Regions from separate parts of the Mus musculus genome. Here all the other regions are linked to region 2. The links are chromatin contacts, called in public Hi-C, HiChIP or PLAC-seq and promoter capture Hi-C maps. All regions are on one chromosome and are shown on one strand. Each heading gives the region's core, a stretch centred on a gene start, on an enhancer-like site or on the middle of the called end of the contact. The rest is flanking DNA. Distances are from core to core; before and after follow the strand shown. Region 1 holds the start of Vezf1 (vascular endothelial zinc finger 1). Region 2 holds the start of Msi2 (musashi RNA-binding protein 2). Region 3 holds the start of Tspoap1 (TSPO associated protein 1). Region 4 holds the start of Mks1 (MKS transition zone complex subunit 1). Region 5 has its middle 4.7 kb from the start of Gm38610. Region 6 overlaps Cuedc1 (CUE domain containing 1).

The links. Promoter capture Hi-C pulls out the DNA fragments that hold promoters and counts their contacts. A called contact is a pair of places that touch in the nucleus more often than the background predicts. HiChIP or PLAC-seq counts read pairs in DNA pulled down with a chosen protein or histone mark.
Region 1: a promoter capture Hi-C map of second pharyngeal arch cranial neural crest shows a contact between it and region 2, with 10 times the contacts expected there. The contact joins the promoter of Vezf1 here to the promoter of Msi2 in region 2. A contact is called at or near these places in 17 of 39 promoter capture datasets (3T3-L1-derived adipocytes, the C10 cell line, the HPC-7 cell line and 11 more), 5 of 484 Hi-C or Micro-C datasets (CD4 T cells, cerebral cortex, effector CD8 T cells and 2 more), 13 of 115 datasets of contacts at active chromatin or transcription factors (astrocytes, differentiating embryonic stem cells, effector CD8 T cells and 9 more) and 2 of 9 other capture datasets (adipose tissue and pancreatic islet).
Region 3: a Hi-C map of B cells shows a contact between it and region 2, with 6 read pairs. The contact joins the promoter of Tspoap1 here to the promoter of Msi2 in region 2. A contact is called at or near these places in 2 of 484 Hi-C or Micro-C datasets (B cells and CD4 T cells) and 3 of 115 datasets of contacts at active chromatin or transcription factors (bone marrow-derived macrophages, embryonic stem cells and regulatory T cell precursor).
Region 4: a contact with region 2 is called in a promoter capture Hi-C map of liver, with 4 times the contacts expected there. The contact joins the promoter of Mks1 here to the promoter of Msi2 in region 2. A contact is called at or near these places in 5 of 39 promoter capture datasets (the 3T3-L1 cell line, HPC-7-derived erythroid cells, hippocampal neurons and 2 more) and 1 of 115 datasets of contacts at active chromatin or transcription factors (memory CD8 T cells).
Region 5: a promoter capture Hi-C map of hippocampal neurons shows a contact between it and region 2, with 4 times the contacts expected there. The contact joins the enhancer-like site here to the promoter of Msi2 in region 2. A contact is called at or near these places in 11 of 39 promoter capture datasets (the 3T3-L1 cell line, 3T3-L1-derived adipocytes, cranial neural crest and 6 more), 7 of 115 datasets of contacts at active chromatin or transcription factors (acute myeloid leukemia, bone marrow-derived macrophages, embryonic stem cells and 3 more) and 1 of 9 other capture datasets (embryonic stem cells).
Region 6: a contact with region 2 is called in an H3K27ac HiChIP or PLAC-seq map of thymic regulatory T cells, with 6 times the contacts expected there. The contact joins the enhancer-like site here to the promoter of Msi2 in region 2. A contact is called at or near these places in 3 of 39 promoter capture datasets (cranial neural crest, liver and pre-B cells) and 4 of 115 datasets of contacts at active chromatin or transcription factors (bone marrow-derived macrophages, large pre-B cells, memory CD8 T cells and 1 more).

Annotation. Positions count from the first base shown.
Region 1 is chr11:88,066,468-88,070,420 of GRCm38.p6, reverse strand. It overlaps Vezf1 (vascular endothelial zinc finger 1), which reads right to left and starts at 2,142. Exons shown (of 6, transcript NM_016686.4): 1 at 1,988-2,142. The coding sequence starts at 2,020.
Region 2 is chr11:88,716,172-88,719,800 of GRCm38.p6, reverse strand. It overlaps Msi2 (musashi RNA-binding protein 2), which reads left to right and starts at 1,572. Exons shown (of 14, transcript NM_054043.3): 1 at 1,572-1,772; 2 at 2,056-2,096; 3 at 2,430-2,511; 4 at 3,207-3,291. The coding sequence starts at 1,711. It overlaps C030037D09Rik (RIKEN cDNA C030037D09 gene), which reads right to left and starts at 1,158. Exons shown (of 4, transcript NR_038058.1): 1 at 784-1,158.
Region 3 is chr11:87,759,270-87,763,292 of GRCm38.p6, reverse strand. Tspoap1 (TSPO associated protein 1) reads right to left here and starts at 2,752. Exons shown (of 32, transcript NM_172449.2): 1 at 1,565-2,752; 2 at 749-856; 3 at 384-512. The coding sequence starts at 1,891.
Region 4 is chr11:87,850,957-87,854,915 of GRCm38.p6, reverse strand. It overlaps Mks1 (MKS transition zone complex subunit 1), which reads right to left and starts at 1,701. Exons shown (of 18, transcript NM_001039684.3): 1 at 1,587-1,701; 2 at 1,070-1,179. The coding sequence starts at 1,666.
Region 5 is chr11:88,008,209-88,011,804 of GRCm38.p6, reverse strand. No RefSeq gene overlaps it. Among named protein-coding and RNA genes, the nearest start is that of Gm38610, 4.7 kb to the right of the region's middle. Within about 2 kb of position 1,799, at least 71 of the 459 cell types and tissues checked have an H3K27ac peak or open chromatin away from gene starts, as enhancers often do. A contact at or near this core is called in hippocampal neurons, where this site is marked.
Region 6 is chr11:88,129,960-88,133,466 of GRCm38.p6, reverse strand. All of the region lies in intron 1 of Cuedc1 (CUE domain containing 1), which reads right to left. Among named protein-coding and RNA genes, the nearest start is that of Cuedc1, 33 kb to the right of the region's middle. Within about 2 kb of position 1,371, at least 155 of the 459 cell types and tissues checked have an H3K27ac peak or open chromatin away from gene starts, as enhancers often do. A contact at or near this core is called in bone marrow-derived macrophages, liver, memory CD8 T cells and 2 more, where this site is marked.

The DNA.
Region 1 (3,953 bases), core at 893-3,392, 650 kb after region 2:
CCTTTCCATACGAAGGGCCTTCTTTATTCACTGTCCTCAGCTTTAAATTACAGCTCTTCAAAGATTTTTCACAGCACACACTGCATGTCCAGGATTAAATATGAGCTTTCACATCTCCTCATCAGGTGGAAAAAAATTAATAGGCTGGCATTAGCTTTATCTGGGAAAAGAATAGTTCAAATAGCTTTTAAAAGTATTTTGTAGGCTCTTTCAACTAACTTCCCAAAGATGAACTATGGGTTTCTCCTTCACATAAGGGGCTTGCTTTGTTCCACCTCCATCGAGTTTACAGACACCCAATGTAATATTGTTTAAACTGCGTCTAAAACTCATCAGTCCTTTACTGTCAAACGATCATTTGTAAGTAAGCTTTTTCTAAAGAAAGCATTTACCGTCTTTGCACCAACCCTCATGCCAGCTAGTTCCGTACTTCTTTGCCAATCCATTCTTAAGTTGACCATCACTTTCTTTTTTTTTTTTTTTTGACCATCACTTTCTTAACAAACTCATCAAAGCACAATAAAATCAATACCAGATTAAGGATGATAAAGTGGGACGTTCAGGAGTTGCAAAATCTTAAGAATTTCCAACTTTAGTAAGCCCATTTATTTCAATAATTACCTAAAATAAAAATGCTCACATTTGAAACATGTCTTAATAGGACAAGCCAGATTACACAATGGGTAATTTTGAATTCTCCAATTCCCCGTATTAACTCCACCGGGATGGGACCAGATGCGGAGAGTATAATCTTTTGAAGATTCTGCATTTCCAAAGGTCTCAAGCGCCCAAGCTACGCGTTTGGAATTTCACGAAGTATTTAGGAAAACTCCAAAGAGGGAGGCGGGAAGGACACATTTTAAAAACGACTAGCTCCCTAACCTTCAGTTCTGAAGTTTCTGCATGTGCTTATCTCTACTGCTCATCAATGCATTTGCAAACAGAAAGGAAGCAGAGGGGGGAAAAAGTTCCAATCAGGGGTCCCGCATTAAAGTGGTAGGAGAAGGGTATGGCTGAAGTATCCGCTAACATTAGCTTTGAAGTTTCTGGCAAAAGGAAAAAAAGAAGAAGCGAAGACCCCCATACTCCCTATGAGTGACTCATCTAGGGGCTTTGTAAGCGGACTTTGCGCTCCCTCTCCGCTTCCCGTCGCCCACTGGGCCGGAGCGAACGTTCGAGCGGGTCGCGGAGCGAGACTAGCGAGACACGCTCCGGGGAAGGTCGGGCCTGCAGGAGTCCCGGCCCCCGCCGCTCCCCGCCCCCGCCCGGCCCCGCCGGCTCGGGGATTCCCCAAGCTCAATGGGACCGCAGAAGCTGGACAGAGGCGAGGGGACCAGTTGCCAGGGCTCGCCCAGGACTTGGGCTAGGAGCGGAGAAAAGTTTGCAGAGGGGAACCACGCTCGCAACACCCCCCGTCGGGTCCACCCGAGGGGGCGGCGAGAAGGGGGAGTGGCGGCGAAGCCAGAGATACCCGCTATTCGCGGGATGTGGGAGGAGGGTCAGAAAGTCAACACACAAGCACACACACACAAAAAGAGAGAGGTGACGCGAAAAGCGCAAGCGAAAGATGGATGGGTACTCGGAGCGGGACCCGGAGACCCCCTCGCTGCGCCGCGCGGCCCCGCTCGGGCGCGCAGTGGCCGAGCGGCCCGCGCTCCACAGCGGCCCGGCGCCCTCCTTTCTCTGGGCCGCGGGGTGGTGACAGCGGCCGGCCTCCTCCCTTCCCCTTCGGGGCGGGAGGGAAGGGTGTGTGTGTGCGTGTGTGCTTGGGGGGGCCCGGGTTCACCCCGAGGCCTGCTTCTCCCCCGCACCCCGCGAGGCCGCCTCCTTTCACCTCGGCGGCCGGGCTCCGCCGGAGCGGGCGGGCGGAAAAACAAAGGGGGATTAAGGCCGGGCCGGAGAGCGGAGCCGGGAGGGGAGGAGCGCCCGCCCGCCCGAGCCCGGCCCGGCCCCCCTGGCCCCCCGACCCCCCCGGGGCCCCCAGATCCTGGAACAGGAACGCGGTCCAGTTGGCCTCCATGGCTGCGGCGGCCGACCCCCCTCCTCCCCACTCCCCCCGCTCGGGGAGCCTCCTCAGGCGGAGGAGGCGACAACAAAGCGGCGGCGGCGGCGGCGGCAGCGGCAGCGGCGGCTCCTCAACATGGCAGCGCCGAGCGCGGCCACTTCCGGTAACCTCCGGGACGCACCACCGCGGCGGCGAGCGCGGGCGGGGGGGGAGCCCCGGCCCGGCCGCCGCCGCCCCCAGCCGCTTCGACCCCCTCCGGGCGTCCCCGCCGCCGGCGCGCCGCCTCGGAGCTCAGCCAGTGCCCGCGGGCGGTGGGGTCAGGGAGCCCGCGCGGGGGCTGGGGTGGGGCCGGGGGCGGGGATGGGGTGCGGCGTCCCCCCCCGCGGGGGTGTGTGATGCTGCGGTCCGTGGCTCAGGCAGCTGGAGCAGGGGGAGCGCAGGAGAGAAGATGGAGGACGCCAGGGTCTGGCGCTGGCCCGCTGGGCACAGCTGGGCTGCCTCTCGTGACTCTGCCTTGGTACCCGGCGGCGTCGCGTCCCTCTCATACCCCCAGCGGCAGTCAGGGCTTCGGTTGGTCACCTGGCTGTTCAATCGGTCAAGCACATCACAGCTTCCACCTACGAACTAGGATGCTAGCTTCTAGTGTCCCCTACCCTCGGGTATTTTTATTCCTGACCAGCTAAGCCCTCACTCAGCGCTCTTGCCATCGCCCTTTGCGTGGTCTTCCAATTTGAGCAGGGAATTCCACTAGGGTACAGCCTTAGAAGCGCCTACTGTGGAGGGAAACACTTCCCACGCGTTCAGATGTCATTACTGGGTTATTCTTGGGTGACGGGACCGCTTTCCCATCTTTCCCTTTCATTCCAGATACAGGAAATACTTAAAAACCCCTCTCCCGCCAGGATTAAAAACAAACAATAAAAACGAATGAGAAAGTATAGAGGCAAAATATTTTAGTCTTTTAGTACATTTTTCAATTCCTGCAGCACACGCACACACAAGTCAGACTTCTGGTTGGACAGCGTCAGATGTCACTGAGGTGACCCCAGCCTGTTTGCAGTTCCCAGTCGTCTGTGTAGGAGTCAGCCACTGCTACTGGTTGGAATCTGTAGATCGTAAGCCCATATGATGTCTTGAATGTTTTCTATCCTTTCCTCACATAGAGGTAGCTACTGTGAATATCAGAGACAAGCTATTATTAAACATATATCTAGTCCAAAGAATCTGTGGTGGGGAAATGAGGGGGCAGGCTCCATCTATGATATTTTTATAAAATGTTAAAAAATAAAACCAACTCCTCAGATGTGCACATTATTTCAGAACTTCAACATATTTCAAACTGACTCTTATCCCCTCCAGACAGTTTTAATAAAAGACATATCTTCAACTTCATATATATGTATGTGTGTGTATGTATGTATGCATATATATATATCATATTCATATATATATGAATGACTGATTCAAAAACCATAGTTGCAAAATTCTATGGGAATAGAAACTGAAGAGGTATGGTAATTTGATGTTTTTCCAACCATTAAACAAATATATTTCCCTCCCACTCTTCCATCAGTCACCAGAATAAAGGGGCCAGGAAATGACAGTCTGGTTCCTTTTAGAGTTGACTTCCCATTAGATACTGCCTGAAGACCTTGGGTATGAAGGACAAGTCCAGCAGTTTGGATGGATCAGTAGCAGGAACCACCAGAGAACTGGTCAGCCTAAGACGGAGGGGGACAGAAAATGAGTTTCTGATATATCCCTGAGCTAAACTGCTACATGTCCCCTGGTCTGTCAGTCTCATTTGATGTTTCTTTCAGGAAGCGTATATATGTTTACATATACATGTAAACTGAGGAGAGAGCTAAGTTGCAAACCCAAGGAACAAGACAAAATATGTTCTTGCTCTGACCTTGGACATAGTATGTGCTTGTATTTTGGTTCAGTG
Region 2 (3,629 bases), core at 323-2,822:
GACACGGCATAGTTTTGGTGATGAGTGAATTCCATTGTCTCCTAATCCTATGAAAATTAATGGGAAAGTGTTAATTGTGCATCAATGCATGCTTAACATTAACCCAGGGATTTGATGAACCACAACTTTATGTTGCCCCTCATGCCATATTAACTTGGTTTATTGTAATAATTTAAAACAATAAGGATAATTGTATCCGTACTGTTTTAAATACTCCATAAATTGAATACAGCCTGAATCTGGCCAGCCTGGAATACGAAGTGTGCGATTCCCCCGGGAAGCTACAGTCACCAATCCTTTGGAGTTTACACTTTGCCAGGGGAGAAAGGGAACTTTTACCAAACACCTACTAAGTGTCAGAATCTGTGAGGCTCCTAGTTCCAAAAACTAGGGGTAAGGTGCTTTGTTATCTCCAAGACCTACCGCAGGTCTTGGGAGATAGAGAGCCATTTCACTCCTGGCGCTTACACTCTTTACAGAGGAAGCCCTAGTAACTTTAAACATAAATAAATTAGATAACGGATGAATGGTCGAGGGATTTTCTGAAATAAGCACCTATCTTAACCACCCTCGGGATACTCCCAAACTGCTACTCAATCTCCATGAACATTTGCTTTGAACCCCAATCATTTGACCTTGACCCCTACAAGCCCACTTTATTATATTTTCAAATCGCGGTCTGAGTAAGGCGCAAGCCCTGTCTGGTTGCTTCCTCGCCCCCTGTTATCTATCGCGTCAGTTTCTCAAAGTTCCGAAATAACCTTCGCGGGCACGGCTCCGTACCTCTGGCGGGGAAGGGCGGGGAGCCGTGCAGGACGTGCCAGTGTGGAGCGGGAGCCAGAGAACTTGCCGCGCGAAGGGAAAATAAAACTTGTGGCTGGTGTTCGTGCAGGAGGGTCTCCTCCATCCGCAAGCCCCCCAGATCCCGGGGTTCTCGAGGACTGCCCTGGGAGCGCAGGGTGTGGGTGTGCTCCCGGCGTCCTTGACCTAAATTTCCGCGCGGTGGCTGGAAACGGGGGCACAGAGGCAGGGAGGGCGGCGGGTGCCACCTCCGAATCGGGCGCAGGGCCCCAGGAACTTGAATGAATAGTCCGAACTAGGGGGGCCCGGGGGCGCTGCCGCCTCCCGGCCCAGCGAACAGCCCGGGCCGAGCTCCCCGCGCCTCCCCCTCCCCCACACCCAGCCCATGTGATCTGAGCCGACTCGGGGTGCGCTTCCCGTCTCCCCGCCTGCTTGGCGTGGCCAACCCCCCCACTCGAGTCGCGGGGCTCGCGCGCCGCCCCTGATGGGTCCCGCTGCCGCGGGGGGCCGAGCGTGTGCGCGCGCGGACAGGCGGGGGACCGAACGGGGTGCGTGACGTCACCGCATTGGTTACACGACGTTCTAGAACTCCGCCCCACGTGCGCGGGGAGGAGGGGGAGGAGGAGGAGGAGATGGGGGTGGGGAGGAGGAGGGGGAGAGGTGGGGATGGGCCGGGGGGGCGGGGACGGGGGGTGTGCGAGGCGGCGGGGCTGAGCTGAGCCGAGCCCACGTGTGACGGGCTCTCGCCGCTGGCCCGGCTCGGCGCTCGCGGAGCTTCGCAGCCGCCGGGCGGGGGGAGGAGGCGGGGGAGGAGGGACGGAGATCTGGGGCTCGGAGCCGGCCGCCGCTGCGCTCCGCTTCGCTGTGGGGCTCGGTGTGTCGGGGGTGGGGGGGCGGGGGGGCTCCGCTATGGAGGCAAATGGGAGCCCAGGCACCTCGGGCAGCGCCAACGACTCCCAGCACGACCCCGGGTAAGTTTCCAGCCGCTGCCCACCGCGCCGCCGCGGGCTCGTTCGGGGCTGTGCGGGCGACGGTGCGGAGCGGGGCATTCGCGCGCCCCCCGCGCCCCCGCGCGCACCCTTGGGGCACTCGCGCACCTTGGGGTGGCGTGGGGCCGCCACCTTCTCCCCCAGCCCACCTCCAGGCTCGCGCTCGCCCGCTCCCCCCCAGCTTTCCTTTTAGCTTTTGTAAGTTACACGTCAAAATGGCCGATCTGACATCGGTGCTCACTTCGGTTATGTTTTCTCCCTCTAGTAAAATGTTTATCGGTGGACTGAGCTGGCAGACCTCACCAGGTAAGGGAGGGAGGGGGGGACGCCTGGGTCCCCCCCTTCTTGGCTTCTTTATTGCTCTTTGTTATCCCAGTGTAAGAGCCCCCCCACCCCGCCATTGGCTCCCCACTTCTCCTGTGCAAGGTTATTTTTTTAAATAGCAAATCCTTTCCGAGCCCTCTACGCGACCTCTGTTGCTGAATTTCCCCCTCGTGTGCAAAAATATTGCAAAAACAAAACAGAATAACAACAGAAAACTACTTTTGCTTTTTGTCCTTGATCAAAAAATTGCATTGCTCCCCCCTCCACACCTTCTCCCACCCCCCCATCTCTCTCTCTCTCCCTCTCTCTCTACAGATAGCCTTAGAGACTATTTTAGCAAATTTGGAGAAATTAGAGAATGTATGGTCATGAGAGATCCCACAACGAAACGCTCCAGGTAACGCATTCCCTTCTCGATTTTGCCTTTATTTTAGAACAAAGTTTTAGTTTTATTTTTGGAGGTGTCTTCGGAAGTAGCTAAGCGGATTTAGAATGGGGCTCAGGCGCGTGGCTGGTTGGAACGTCGCTCCCCCCCCCCATAACCCCAAAGGTTATTGTTAATTAGGGCCGAACTCTGGATTCAGAGACGCCCATCTCTCCCGCTTGAAGTCATTTTCCTGTCGCTTCTTGTTCTCTTGTTTAAAATGACATTCAGTTCACCCACTTTCCACATAGTTTTTTTTTTTTTTTTAATTTAAAAATTTGAATGTATGCCTTCTGCACACTCCCAAACTCTGAAGTCCCCTCTTTGGGAGGTGAATGAATATCTTAGTGTCCGTTTTCCTTCGGAATAAAACAAAGCCTTAAGAAAGGGAAGAGGAGGAGAGGAAACTGAGGCGGCCAGAGTGGAGACACCAGCATTTTCCAAGTTACCTCCAGCCGCCCTGCCCCCTCGTCCCGCTTCCCCCACTAACCTTGGTATTTTTACCTCTTGAGGCAGAGGGCTGTGGGTTAGAGGAGAATAGAGGGAGCTGGTGGGGATGGGGGGTGCGTGGGGGCAACATTCGCATCCTAGTCTACATATAGGGTCTCCTTGTTGCGCTCAGTAGTGTCACATTTTGTTTGTTTTTCTCCCTCTTTGTCTCCTTCCAGAGGCTTCGGTTTCGTCACCTTCGCAGACCCAGCAAGTGTAGATAAAGTATTAGGTCAGCCCCACCATGAGTTAGATTCCAAGACGGTAGGTTGCTTTTTTTTTTTTTTTCTAAATAGTTGTTGTTTGCCCCTTTTCAGTACCGGTCTGGGCATTGACAGCCCTGTTTAAAGGGACAGCGCCTTCTTTTGCTTCTGTGCTAGAACTGGGTACTTTTAAACAGCTAGCGAGTTGGCTCAGAAGTTTGCTGCGGTGGCTGGTTTTGGGGGTTTCCTTTTTAGTGTCTGTCCCATTGCAGCTTCAGACGCTGCCAAGCCAAGGTTGGGGGGAGGGGGGTCGGCTCCCTGAGAGGGCAGCCTCCCGCCAAGGGACCTTGCAAAGAAACTCCAATGCAGAGTAAATGGAACTTTCTTTGTCAGCCGAGC
Region 3 (4,023 bases), core at 1,503-4,002, 960 kb after region 2:
ACACTACATCTCAGTTTAGGCTTTGAGGACACTGCTAATTCAGGGTTGCCACTATGATGGGTCTTCTCCCTGCCCCCCACTCCAGCTCCACACCCCAGATGAGCTCAGCAGGAGGCTGCAACCAGCTCCAGCACGTGTTAATCTAGAATTGTGCTCCCTGGCTTCTCAGGAGCCTCCTCATCCACCCCCTTTCCCTCTGGTAGCTCCAGACACCTTCAACCTTCCCCAGGGCCAGCATTTCTCTTTCTTCCGAACCCCTGAACTCCTGGGTTCCTGGGTAGTAAGTCTATGACTCCCAAGCCCACTCCTTGTGGCCCAGCCTTGGTTCTCCTCTTCCCAAGTCACCCAAGCCTCCACCCCGCTGTCTGTCCGTCTGTCCTCACCACCCTCATGTTCGTTTCCTGCAGCTTCTGTGCCCTCTCCTCCAGGCGCTTGGCAATGACTGCCAGTTCAGCATTCTTCCGCTTCAGCCTCCGTACCTTCTCCTCCGTCTCTGGGAAGCTGCTTTTTCTCTGACAAGGAGTCAGCCAGAGTTGGACTGTGTAGGGAGAATCCCACAGACCCATTCCTACTACCCAAAGCCCTAGGCTGGAGCCTGGGCACACAGTGAGATCCTTGGCAGTGTTAAGCAAGGGTCCACTGGGGTTGGGGCATGGGGTTATGTCACCCGTGGGTGCCTCCCTCCTTGGAGAGAATGTTTATAGGCTGATCGGGGGTGCTGAGGGAAACCTCACTCCCCAGGCCTCACCAGCATCTGGTTTTCCTCCTTCAGGATGGTACAGCGCTGCTGCAGCTCTCCCAGGGCCCTTAGCAGCTCCAGATTAGGCCTGTCCCCGAAGCCTATGTTGAACTTGGCCTGGCATAGGGAAGGACCGGGTACGGTGTCTCAGAAACCTACTCAACCTAGCCGGAGTCTTCCGTGTGCAACATCGCCACTCTATAACCCAAGGGGTGAACAGGTTCTCTCTTGTGTCCCAGGCCTTCAGAGAGGGGTGCTACCAGGACCTAAGGAGAAGGGACAGGCCCATCCTCCATGCCTTCATGCCTTCAGCGGCAGCCTCACACCATTCTGGGGCATTTCCTGCTCTTCCTCTATGCTTGCCTTTCTACCCCACAGCCTTTTAGGTAATGGCAGATCAAACTCCCTCCCCATCCGTCTAGACATCTTGGGTCTGTAGAGTCCCCTGCCCTCCACTAAAGTCCTGCTTCCTTCATCCTCTCCAGTAGCTAGCTCACTCACACCCACCCACAACAAAATCTTCCTTGGCTCAGCCCAGCACCAAGCCCACCTCCACACCCCCCAGCATACCAAGATTCCCCCCAGACAGACTCGTGGTGGAAGAGACCTAACATAATCAGAAAGAGACACATGTACCCACACTGAGGGCCAGAGCCAGAGAGAACAGAGCGAGGCCACTTAGATTCCCGTCCAAGGAAGGAAGGACAGATAATCACACAGGCAGACTCACAGACAGAGAGAGACAGAGACAGAGACAAGAAATGTGGGCAGTGGGACTACAGATTATGGCCAGTCCATCTTGCAGCCCTCTCCATCCTCTCTTACCTTATAAGCCTGTGCCTCCTCCTCCTCCAGCCCGGAACAGCTGTACCCAGGGCTCTCTGCTTGCTGCCCCAGCTTAGGCAGCCCGGTCTCTGTTGCTTCAGGATCAGTATTTCCGACAGGTCCAGGGCTATGAGCTCCCTCAGGCTTGGAACTCTCTTCAAACCTCAATCCTTTAACCTGCAGAGCTGTCGGAGTACCAGCAATGCTTGGAGATGCATCTCCAGGTTTGCACCCCTGGCCCTGAGTCCAGTGCTGCCAGGCAGGCAGTGCCCATGGCTCCATGGCTCCAAGGTCTCCAAGCCGTGGGAGGGTTGTCAGTTGCTCCATGGTTTCGGCAAGGGGCCCCCGAACCTGGACCTGGGGACATCACCAGCGGGAAGACTGACAAGGGTCATGCCAGACTAGACCATTCTCCCTGTAAGTGTTTGGCTTCACCGAGTCCATCAGAGGTTGGCTGAGCTCTTCCCACCCACGAAGGAGGGTTCAGAAGGTATCGGGGTTGCCAGACTGGAGCTGGGGTTTGCTCATGGTTCTCTCTCTCTCTCTTGTGTGTGTGTGTGTGTGTGTACGGGGTGTGTGTGGGGGGGTGAGAGACCACCACCAGGAGTGCCTGGCTGAAGGTATATATGTACGTGTGCCTCCAGGTCTGTCCCTGCAGGTCAGTGATGTTTTATTATGTGATTGGAGGATGAATACTCCGACTTGTGTATGTTGAGAAGGGTGGTGCTATGTGTCACTGTCTGTGCCTATTTAAGAGTTACCAGTTGTTTCTGCGTGGGGGTAGGGGCTGTCTGTATTGCAGGGCTGTGGCAGTGTGTGATGCTGTCGCCGGTCCTGTCTCAGTGTTGTAAAGCCCGGTGTATCTGTAGTGGCGTGTGTCTTTCAGTGTCTGTGAGTCTGGCCACCCATCACGACCACTCTGCCTGGAAAGGGTCCGCAGGAGTTCCTGGGAATGATCCCCAGTGATCCACTGTGGTCCTTTATCTCCAGCTTTTCTCTCCGCTGGCTGCCGCCGATCAGTTGCTTGCTGGGTGGCTGGGCGGTCCTAAGGAGGCCTGGGTCGATGGGCGGCTTGCCTCATAGTCTCTGCCTCAGCTAGTCTCAGCTCGAGGGACTGCAAGGGTCCCTCGCGGTCCCGGAGCTCCCCAAATGAGATGGTGGGCACGAAGGAGGGCAGAGCCTCAGAATGGGGAGTGGGGAGCAGGGGAGCATCATCATCCCTCCCTTCCCCCTCCTCCTCCCCTCCTGCCCACCAATAGGAAGTCAGCTGCTGGTTTCCATGACGATGGAGCTGGACTGGTGGGCTGGACCGGCAGGCAAGCTGGCAGGGTCGGGACAGTGGAAAGAGCAGGTTCCTTACTGGATGGTAGGTTAGAAAGCTACCCCCTCCGGACCCCCCAACATGGCCTCTTCATCCCCTTGACCCCACAGACCCTCACTTCCAGGGTGCAGAGGAAAGGGAGTAGAGACAGTCCTCTCCTTTCAGGCAAGACTGATGGGGATAGAACAATGTGACAGAGACCTAGCTGTAGAAAAGGACAGAGCTGAAATGGTGGGATTTGGAATAAAACAAAGAAATAAAAGTCTGAAAATAGAAAGACGAGCAAAAGGACAGAGTGTTGAAATAGGCTGAAAAACGACTTCAGCTTCCCCATGGCAGATCACATTTGGGGGACAGCCCAGCCTTCACAGGCTAGCAGGAGAGATCATAAGACAGGACCTTTTGGGCTGATTTTCCCTCAACCATCAGGAAGTTCATCTTCTGTCTAGCATTAGGCTTTATTTATTTACTTGCTATGAAAAAAAAATGGCTTTTGGGAACAAGGACATAGGAATTGCCCCAACCTAGGTGTCTGCCTGTATGTGGGGCACCTAGATCTCGAGAGATAAGAATGTTGCTCCTAGACGCAAGACAAGCCAAGGTCGAGGGCCCTCATGTGGCACCCCTATGGAATAGCAGCTAAAGCATAGAGAACACCCCCCACCCAGACAGTAGGCTCCACCCAGGCCAGAGCCAATGGAACTGGGTAGGGGTTGGAGTTGCATAAGAGAGAAGGTAACATTCATTTCTCTAAAGCAGTCTAAACATCAGTACACATGCTATGTCATGTAACTTTCAGTCAGCATGCATATGCATGTCATATTACATGTATGTATAGAAGAGTATGCATAGTATGTCTGTGTATACATGGAGATCACTGCATGTATGTGTGCTATTTTGTCTATGAATCTCATTGGATATATATCTGTGCATGGTTTTGTGTCATTGTATGTCTATTTGCTACAATGTCTATGTGCATGCAATTACGTATGAGTTTATCATTGCATTTTGCTATAAATCACAGATATCATGCCATTATACAGCACTAACACATTATGACATACATTGTCATATAATAATGTACAATGGCATACAATGATCTATGTACATGATAAACTTGCCTGGCATGATGTGCACG
Region 4 (3,959 bases), core at 452-2,951, 870 kb after region 2:
AGTGTTCCTATTCTTGTCTCATTTGGGTTTTAAAATTTTTTGCTATTGTTGTTTGGAAGTGTCTCATTCTGCAGCCCGGTCTGACCTCACATTCCAGATCCTCCTGCCTCGGCAGAAAAACGCTGACATTACACGTGTATACCACCAGGTCTGCCTTCAAAGTCCCTACTCACATTGACCGCAAACCCCACTGGAATTTAGTGACTCACTAAGCGCTCACTCTAAACATAGAATGCAGGTGGTGGACATACTTTGGTTAATACTAGAAGCAAGATTAGGGCCTGAGGTGTCCTAATCATTACTCTAATTTGAATAAAAGGTAGCTCTGCCTTCCAAGAAACATTCTCTAGTCCCGTATAAGGCACTAGAGTTTAGCTAGAGGCTGAAGGGCCAGCCCTTCCTCAATCCTGGCTGAATTTGCTAGATAAGGACCCTGATGTTTTTCTGAAACCACCACCGAATCATCCAGAAACACAAGATGCATGATTTGTGATCTGCCAGGCTACCCTTTTTGCCTAAGAATATTTCTGAGTAGAAAGAACAATGACAAAAGCATGAAAAATTATTGGCCAAACACGACGGTCCTGTCCTTTCTTTTGGCTTTCAAGGCAAGAGGAAAAAATCATATTTTCGTGCAAACTCCTGTTTTAAAATTGTTTTTTAAGTGTATTTATACATACATTTGGAGTTTGGAACATATTTCTCTTAGAAGTCCTTTCCCCATCCCCCAAGTCACAACTCGGGTAAGATGGCTCAAGCCCCAGGATTCATCTGGTGAAGAGATAACTGAACTGGTTCGCAAAAGTTATCCCCTGAACTTCACTCTCGCACTGTGGCATGGGCGTGCACACACACACAAAAGTAAATTACAATGTAAAAAAATAAATAAATAATAAAAAATTAAAAAGATGATTGCCCAGGTTCATTCAAATGCTTCTATATTCCTCGGCTAGGTGACACTGGGCAATAAACTCAACCTCTCTGAGCCTTCCGTTCCTCCTCTGTACCTCTACTGCCCCGCACCCCTGCCTTAGTCTCAAATGAATGTAGCGTCATCACAAACACCCACTAGCAGCTTGCGGAGGCCTAAAAGTGGCCAAGTCTATGAGGTCCTTCCCCATCTGGGCAGCAGGCTGGTAATGAAGGAAGTTGCTTGATGTGATTCTTTGCAGATGAACTCTGTCAAGAGAAGAGAAGCCCCAAATACGCGTGTCAGAGACACACAGCAAGGAGATATACAGAGCATGAATCGGGGAAAGAAATCACAGAGGCAGAGAAGTCAAGGCTGCTGCAAAGAAGAGGTGGGTAGGGGCGTCTGCTGGATAAATCAGCACAGGGACCCGAGGGGTTTGAAAGTGGCGAGAACTTGAAGGGACTTGGGCAGGGTGAATCTGAAAGGTGTACTTGGAAGCTTTCAGTGGAAAAAGATCCTGATAACAAGACGCGCGCAGAGATGGCAGAGGAAGTAGTTGGGATTGTAAGCGGAAGTAGGGGCCTCTGAGCATCTAAAAGCTTAGGGTGGAATAAAGTTAGGGGGCCTCGGAGCATAAAGTTAGGGGGCCCTGAAACTGGGGTCGAGTGACTACCGGAGGCGCAGGTTGCGCACGGGGTCCCGGGAGCGATACACGGCCTCGCCGGTGTCAGTGCTCCAGACCGCTTCCGCCATGACAGCTGCTTCGCGCTGCGACCGCGCCGGAAAGCGTGGTGCCTCGTTCCCCTGGCAACGGAGACGCTGGCTTCTTAGGCAAGGGAGGCGCTGCGCGCGCAGCTCTCCACGTCTGCGGGAGCCAGTCCCTAGCCTGGCAGCGGGACCCTCAGCTGTCCTGTGTGAGTAAAGCTCACCTCCACCCAAGGTGAAAGTTGGTGCACTGCACAAAAGAGAAAACCGCCATCAGCTACTTTGTTTAGGTGCAAAAATGGTGATGGTGGCCAGAACCAGGTGACCTGAGTCCTTACTTTCTGATCAAACACTGCCTTCCACTGAACATTTGAAAACTTCGGCCTAGGGGGCGTGGAGAAATGGCTTAGTGGTTAAGAGGTTAGTGACTGGACTTTCAGAGGAACTAGCAGGCCCAGATGGCCACTCACACCTGTCTCTACTCCAGTTCCAAAGGGTCAGACACCTTGCCGCCTTACAGTACACATGTGTTGCACAAACATGTTCACCATTATGCATAAAATAAATTTAAAAAAATTTAAGGAGAGAAAACTCAGGCCTAAACAGTTGGTGGATATGACTAAAAGGACATGCAAACAAAAATTAAAAAACAGCCGGGCAGTGGTAGCGCACGCCTTTAATCCCAGCACTTGAGAGGCAGAGGCAGGCAGATTGCTGAGTTCGAGGCCAGCCTGGTCTACAGAGTGAGTTCCAGGACAGCCAGGGCTATACAGAGAAACCCTGTCTCAGGAAAAAGAAAAGAAAAGACAGGAAAAGAAAAGAGAAAGAAGAAGGAGGAGGAGGAGGAGGAGGAGGAGGAGGAGGAGGAGGAGGAGGAGGAGGAGGAGGAGGAGGAGGAGGAGAAGAAGAAGAAGAAGAAGAAGAAGAAGAAGAAGAAGAAGAAGAAGAAGAAGAAGAAGAAGAAGAAGAAGAAGAAGAAGAAGAGAAAGAAAGAAAAAGAAAAAAAGAAAGAAAACATTCCTGGAAGAAAAAAAACCTGTGGGGCAGGTATATTAGTAGTTTTGTTGGTATGCACTGAGCCAGAGAAATAAAAAACAAGGAAGCCAGCAGAAAGGAAGGAAAGGGTGTTTTCCCTGGGGCATGTTGGTTCTGGATTATTAACCAGTTAAGACTCCGAGCCAGCCCCTGAAAAACCACCAGAGTGACATTCAGAAGTCATGGTTCACTGGCACATCCAAGGAAAGATGGTATAAGTTTAATTCCGGCAGTTTGGCAATATCAATATTGACAATTAGTATTTGACGGTTGCTACTTATTCATCCGAATAAGCAATTGTTGCCTGGCCTGGGACATTTCATGGCCATCCGATTATAGAGCAGAGAAATCATGAGCACCTAACTATTCATTGTGTGCACTAAGAACTCACCACAAATAGCACCTACTCATTTTTCATTTGTATTGCCTGTAACCCTCCCAAAAACCTCTCCAAGAGGTACTTTATTCCTATTTAAAGGATGAAGTTACCAAGGGCCAGGAATTAAGTATGGGGTGTATTAATGAGTGCTGACGTGGGAAAAACAGATTCCAACCTGGTCTGGCTTTTGTGGCCTCAAACCTGCCACCAACTTACTGTCTCCCACCCACATCCTTAAGAACATACAATTTCCAATTAAGGGATGATTTCTAGACACTGAAACCATGGAGATTAGAAAGGAAGTCACTTCGAGATTTTGTTTAAGATGAGAACAGCCAGGAGAGGTGGTTTGTGTTTGGATTGTCAGCACTGGGGGCATACATGGAAGGATTTCAATTTAAGACCTCATTTTAAACAAAACAAAAGAAAAACAAACCAACCAAATCGATCAAGAGCTGTAGAAATGGCTCAGTGGGTGAAGGCCTCTGTCATGAAACATGATAACCTGAGCTTTATCCTTGGAACAAGAAAACTGACTTCACAGAGTTGTCCTCTGACCTCCACACTTTGTGGCACGTGCGTCCACACACACCATCACCACCACTAATAATGATAGTAAAGTTAAGCTTTTCTTCATGGAACCTTCCAGGCCATGTGTCAAGGGGAGGTTGAATATCTCCTTCCCAGCCACTGGCTGTGAGAAACTCATTGGAGCGGACAACAAACGTAGCATCGTGTGTTCTGTGACAGGTGCATGGTCACAGAAGGATCTGCTGACGCTCACACACACACACACACACACACACACACACACACACACACACACAAAGCAAAGCATAGAAAACATCTCCTTGTGGAAGCTGTAGTGTGTCACAGTATTCCCCTGAGTATACCCCTCTGTCCACACATCGACACTTGCAAACACTC
Region 5 (3,596 bases), core at 550-3,049, 710 kb after region 2:
CGGAACGGCGACACAGCCTCTCATAGCTTATTTCCATTCCAGCCTGCTGACTGAGTTCTCTTTCCTGTAGCCGGGCCCTGGGACAGTCTGAAGGTTTTCTGGGGGAGCTGGGTAGTTCTTACCAGGAAGGTGAGAGGGTTCAGATTCCTGGAGCTGGAAATAATCTTGGTATCAGTTTCACATCTGATAAAAGGGCTTATAGGGAGGGTGGAGGGGAGAGTGGTGTAGAAAAGGAGGCACAGTCCAGTCGTATACAGGCACCAGTTTCATGTCTTCATCCCTGTAGTTTGCAGCCCATCGAGGAGCCTGACTTCTCTGGGTTATAGAAAAGCAAACACGCTGAGCCCCACCCCCACCCCACCTTCACCTCACCCCCAACTAGGAAGCAGGACCACATTCTTGTGTGGGTTGGGCAGACCACTGGTATAGAATTCAGAAGTGTGCCAGCCCTTGTGGCTGAGACCAAAGCTGGGAAATACAGGCTTTACCATAGCTCTATAGCAGGGAGAAAGGTGGAAAGACATTCCTCCTGGGCAAGGTGGCACAATGACCACCTCTTGATCCTGACGAGACATGAGTGACTCTTGTTATCAGCTGACTTTTGCTTTACAGTGGGTTTTGTAAGATATTCTTTGTTCTTCCCAACCGGGCCCCCTGGGAGCCCTAGCCCTAGACTGAGAAGGGCACTACTAGCAGCTTTAGGAAGTCAACGGGCTGGGCCTGTGTGGCTCTGCTGCGTGGGGTTGGGTAAAGGAAAAGGTTGGCCCTGGAAAGCTTCCAACTGGTAAGGAAACTGTGCTCTTTCTAGCACCCAGTCTAAACCAGTAAAGGAGACATGGAGTCCAAGGATGCTGAAAGAAAAAGACTAGTCCATACATCCCTAAACTGGCAGTCTAAATGAAAACCAAAGCCGGGCAGTAATGGTGCTTGCCTTTAATCCCATCACTTGGGAGGCAGAGGCAGGCGGATTTCTGAGTTCGAGGCCAGCCGGGTCTACAGAGTGAGTTCCAGGACAGCCAGGGCTACACAGAGAAACCCTGTCTGGAAAAAAGGAAGGGAAGGGAAGGGAAGGGAAGGGAAGGGAAGGGAAGGGAAGGGAAGGGAAGGGAAGGGAAGGGAAGGGAAGGGAAGGGAAAAAGGAAGAAAGGAAGAAAGGAAGAAAGGAAGAAAGGAAGAAAGGAAGAAAGGAAGAAAGGAAGAAAGGAAGAAAGAAAGAAGAAAGGAAGAAAGAAAGAAGAAAGGAAGAAAGGAAGAAAGGAAGAAAGAAAGAAGAAAGGAAGAAAGGAAGAAAGGAAGAAAGGAAGAAAGAAAAAACAAAACCCCCAAAGCATTTTTCTACCCACACTACAAAACCCTGATCTACCATCTCTTGAGCTGAAGTCATCCATGTTCCTTGGACTGTGACAAGAGATGCGGTAAAAGCAAGATCCATTTACCGATATTCTTGTCCTGTACCTCCGAGGCTCCAGCCACAGCCCTCAGCAGCTCTTCCTATTCCCTCCCTGCACTCCCTGACCTGGGGGTTCCGGCGGGGGTGGGGGCCGGGTTTGTGTGTGTCCTAGCCTGGTTCCAGCGGCCCAGATAAGGGGCTGCTCGTACTGGGGCTGATTTTCAGCCCCATCTGTTCCCTACAACACAGATCCCACCTTTCTTGCCTCACCCGGAGTCTCCGGAGCCTGGGAGACATTCCAGAGTGCTCCGGCTCAGTATCAATTTGTTGCTCAGTGCACTAGGCGATCAGAACCGACTTCGCTCCTTTTTCCCTCAGAGGTGTTGATAGTAACAGCAGCAACGAGCTGCCAAGTTGGCAGAAGAACAGAGCGGCTGTGCACTGCGGATTAAGGGGGGCGGGGAGCAGTAAACCCACAGAGGGCTGAGCCAGGATGACAGTCTGTTTATCCTGAAATTAAAAAGGTCCCTCCAGGCTGAGCGACCTGCATCCTACCTGGGGATGGGGGTGGGATGAGGATGCTGTGCTTCGAAGGGAGCGGCCCCAAGGGAGGCCTGAGGCTGATGATGCAGATGTAGCACCTGGGAGGCTCCCCAGTCCTGGCTGTTGCCATAGTCGGGTGGGAGGGACCTGCTGCCTGGGCCCAGAGGGCAACCCAGGCCTAGGAGGCAAGGTGGAGATCACCTTTGTCCTTTGTTCCAATTCTGCAGTAGGGCTGTGGCTTCCAAGTTGGAATGGCTATAGGAAGCAAGGGGAGCTAGCCATTGTGAATCTGACCTAAAGATAGGGACAACAAAGGGCACGGTGGAGCGTGGGGTGGAGGAGATGGGGGAGTCATTCACACAGAACTGGGGAACCTCAGTAGGATCATTCAGCTTCCTGGAGCCTCTACAATTAATGATTCCTACTTCAGAGTTGTGTGTGTGTGTGACTCAGAGTAGCCAAAGCTTATTGTAAGACAGACAACATACTTACTATAAGGCAGACCTACTAAGAGCTTTATGGATGTCCACTCACTTTATCTGCCGACTCTACCAAACGGGTGCTGCTATCAGCTTTCCCATTTTCATAATGAAGTAGCCCAGGCACAGGGTCCTTAAGAAACGTATTCAAGATCACAGAGCTGATGAATAACAAAGTCAAAGACTTGAGCCCAGTTGTGTGGTGTGTAGGCTAATACTCCCAGCCTCTGCACACACTGGCTTCATAGTATAACCTAGCTCTGGGCACAGTGTTTGCTTGGCATAAAACATTTAATAGGTGCTGGCTACCACCATGACGCAATTGGATATTTCCAGCAGGCCCCAGGGATTTGGTGAGGCCCTAGCTCCCCACCCTATCTTTGGTCTTCACTCTGTGTTTGTCTTAGAAGTTAGAGGAGTAAGCCTTTGGCAAGCCGTTGGCCTTGCTTGATTCTCTCTGTTCCTCCATCCCCCTCCTCCTTGAAGCAGAAGAGAAGAATTCTCAGCTTCCTTTAGTTACCCTCAGCTTGCAAAGAAAACATAGCCTGCTGTGTCTGCTGCCAGTTCCTCTCTGGTGACAGCCACAACCCATGTGTTGGGTGCCAGCCTGTGTTGCTGGTAGAATCAGGAGCCTGGGGCTGGACCTCAGGGCCCTGCTAAAGAGATAGAGCCTGGCATTGTGAGTGCAATCCTCTGCCTTAGAGTAGTCAGAACCTTTAGCTGTAAGAGTCAAGGCCAAATGCTCTCTGTCTCTGTCTCTCTTTTTGTGTCTCTCTGATTCTGTCTTCTGTCTCTTTCTTTCTCTGTGTCTTTCTGTGTGTCTCTGTGTCTCTCTCTGTGTTTGTCTCTCTCTCTCTCTCCCTCCCTCCCTCCCTCCCCCCCTCTCTCTTTGTGTGTGTGTGTGTGTGTGTGTGTGTGTGTGTGTGTGTGTGTGTGTGTGTGTGTTTTGCTGAGGATCTAACCTAAAGCCTGTGGCATGTTGGGTAGGTGCCTTCCTACTAAGCTCCATTTCCAGCCTTTGGTTCTTTTTGTTGTTGTTGTTGTTTTGTTTTGTTTGTTTTGTTTTGTTTTTTGAGACAGGGTTCCTCTGTGTAGCCCTAGCTATCCTGGAACTCACTTTGTAGACCAGGCTGGCTTCGAACTCCTTAGCTCTTTAAGACTCTTGAATTTACTTCATAATCCTA
Region 6 (3,507 bases), core at 122-2,621, 590 kb after region 2:
CCAGGACAGCCAGGGCTACACGGTGAAACCCTGTCTCGAAAAACCAAACCAAACAAACATATCAGACAAGAACATGGTTCAAAATGTTACAGGAAAGGGCTAGTTTCAGGCATTTGGTCCATTTCCTTTGTGCTTCACGCCTTGCCTGTCTGAAGACTCTCAGGCCCTCCACGGCTCTATTTTGAGGTTTGGCCACATCTCTGACATCATTCCCTAGCTACTAGGAGCAGCAGACTTGCTGCCTGAGATTCAGCTCCCTGTGGCTAATGCCTTGTTTCCCATTTGTCCTTGAGGAGCTCAGGTTGGTGTCGTTTCCTTCTTGGGGGGGCGGGGTGGTGCTCCATTGTCTCAAATAACGATAGGAAGAACCCTAGTACCTTTGCAGGTTTGAAATAGAAATGACAGACAAGAATACAGATCTTTTTTTGTGTATACAGTAGGAGCTTAACACAGGCAGCCGTGGCACTCTCTTGTCTTCCAAAGGCAGAGAGAGGTTGACATCCGTCCCTGGCCCAGGTATGCAATAGAATCATCTAAGGACTATTTTACTACCTACTACACACACACACACACACACACACACACACACACACCCCTTTCTTCCCCAACTCCTGCTTGTAAAACATCACACTATTTAGTTATTTTGCATGCATGTAGTGATCATGTAGGTGTGCATGCTATGGCCGTATGTGAAAGTCAGAGAACAGTTTTCAGGAGTTGGTTCTCTCCTCCCACCATGTGGATCCCTCAGGTTAAAGTCAAGTTATCAAGCTTGATGGCAGGTCCCTTTACCCATTACGCTACCTCATTAACCCTGGTCTTGTCCTGACCATCCTGTCCCAGTGCAGGGATTATATGTATACATCCCACATCTGATTTTTTTTCTCTTTAATACCAATGTCCATATCTTCTCCTTTTTCAGGGGATGAGTATGGGTCTTAGGAAACCAGTACATTTTAAAAAGCAATCTGGGAGAGTCTGGTATGCACCCATGGCTAAGAACTGTGGTCCACTTCAGCCTCTCAGCATTTTAATATCTACCGGGACCTCCTGGGAGTCTTCCTAGAATGTAGGTTGTGACTCTGCCTGTTGGGTGTGAAACCCGAGATTCAGCAATTCCAGTTATGGCCCAGGTGGTGCTAACACAGCTGCTCCACGGTCTCAGAAGAGTGGTCCCCAAAACTCCAGGCCATGGGCAGATGGCTAGAAAGCTTATCGCATTTGTCTCCGCTGCAACTTTGCAGCTCTCCCCAGCCAGACAGGAAACGGAATGCCTCCTAGAAGCAGCCAAGGACATGACCTCAGACTGAGGCTCAAAGATCGAGAACCGAAGCTTGTCCCCAGATGACTCTTCCTCTGGCTTCCTGTTGGCTTTTTGGCCACAACTGTGGTCACAAAGACACCAGCGAATGAGTAGCGAGTCTACCCTGTGTTCATAAAGAGTTGCCTTTCTCAAGAGAGCAAGGGAACAGGGGGAGAGGGAACCGGCCCTGGTTACTTTCACTTGGTTGAGTGGGGGTGGGGTGGAGACCATGGCCTGCCTTGGCAGGATATCCCAGCCACAAAAAGCTGGAGGAATCGTAGCTCCAGCAAGCCAGATGCCTCCCAAGCAAGAAAGCTGCCTGCCTGGGGTGGGACTGTTAAAAAGACACAGCTGAAAGGTTGCTCTGACCTGGGCGTAGGGGCCTGTGCCTTTGCTCCCAGCACTCAGGAGGCAGAGGCAGATAGATCTCTGTGAGTTCAAGGCCAGCCTGGTTTACATAGAGAGCTCCAGGACAGCCAGAGCTGTATAGTAAGGCCCTGTCTGAAATAAACAAACAACAAACAGAAGAGCTATGAACCATGAATGTCACTAAGTGCTGGGTGCCCTGCACACGCCGAACAGCTTGACAGAAATGTTTACATTTGATTTTCACATCAATGTTGCCAATCTGATACCTCTGTTTTCATGAACACACGGGGAACCTGAGGCTCCAGTAGTAAGTGGCAAGGGACTTACACAGGGCAGGCCCAGGATGGAATCCAATCCTACTCAATTCCCCCTACTCCAGTATATTGCTACTCAAAGCTTTTTTGTTGTTGTTGGTTTTTTTTTTTTTTTTTTTTTTTTTTTTTTTTTTTTTTCGAGACAGGGTTTCTCTGTACAGCCCTGGCTGTCCTGGAACTCACTTTGTAGACCAGGCTGGCCTCGAACTCAGAAATCCGCCTGCCTCTGCCTCCCGAGTGCTGGGATTAAAGGCGTGCGTCACCACGCCCAGCTACTCAAAGCTTTTAAATCTCTCAGTGGCTGAATTTACTGCCTCAGTGGAGTAGAGAAGAAAAGGGAAAAGTGTGTAGACTTCAACAGAGACGGGAAGGGGCTTTTTCTAATCACTATTAAACATCATCACCATTGAGCCTAACTAAAAGATAAGGCAGGTATCCATCTATTGTTGAAGACACCCCCTCCCCCCACCCCGAGTAGTTTCTAGAAACCAACTTCCTCTAGAATGGTGCTTCTCAACTCTCCTAATGCTGCGACCCTTTAATACAGTTCCTCACATGCTGGCAATCCCCAGCCGTAAAAGTATTTCGCTGCTACCTCATAACTGTAATTTTGCTACTGTTATGAATTATAATGTAGGTATCTGATATGTGACCCCCCCAAAGGGGTCAGGACTCACATGTTGAGAACAGCTGCTCTGGATAATGAGTAGCACCAGGTAACCCTAGGGTGGCTACTGAAGAGTCTTTGGAGGAAGAGTTGGGCTGTAAGATCCAAGACACTCAATAGTTCAAGAAAGTAGTCAAAGCACCATGTTCCTTGTTCCTAAGCAACGTGCCAATCTCATGGCTGACACTGAGACTGAACCCATAAGCTGATGGGCCCCACAGCCAACCTGAACTTGTACCCCATCATCTGACCCCTGCACAAGCCAGGAGACACTTCTACGGGTAAATGTGTGTCTCAGTTTAGACCCTTCAGAGCTGAGGGCTAAAACCAGAAACTCCTATCCCAGCCCTGTGCCTTAGCAGGCCCCTCTTCCTAGAACCTTGGCAAGAAGGGCCTTTGGCAAGAGGCCCCATCCTACATTAATATTATACCCAGAGAACCCAACAAATGGTCCCCGACTTTCACTCTGTGAAATTCTGCAGCTTAAAGTAAAGATGAGTTAGGGGCCAATGATAAAACAGCGGTTTGGTCTTGGGATCAAAGCTTTCACAGCCACTAGAATGATGTTTTTAAAAACTATTCCAGGGCCAGCAAGATGGCTCAGTGGGTAAAGGCGCTTGCCACCAATGCGATGGCCTGATTCTGATTCCGGGAACCCACGCGTTGGAAGGAGAGAACACACTGCTACTGCCAAGCTGTCCCCTGGCGTCAGCGCTCATCCCGTGGCATCCAAACACACAAATAAAGGAATAGATACACATTTTAGCCATATCATTTCACTTCGAATCTGGCTTTAATATCTACATATGAACATATGAGTGAGCCAGGGATGCAGTCTTTTCTGGTTTTTGTTT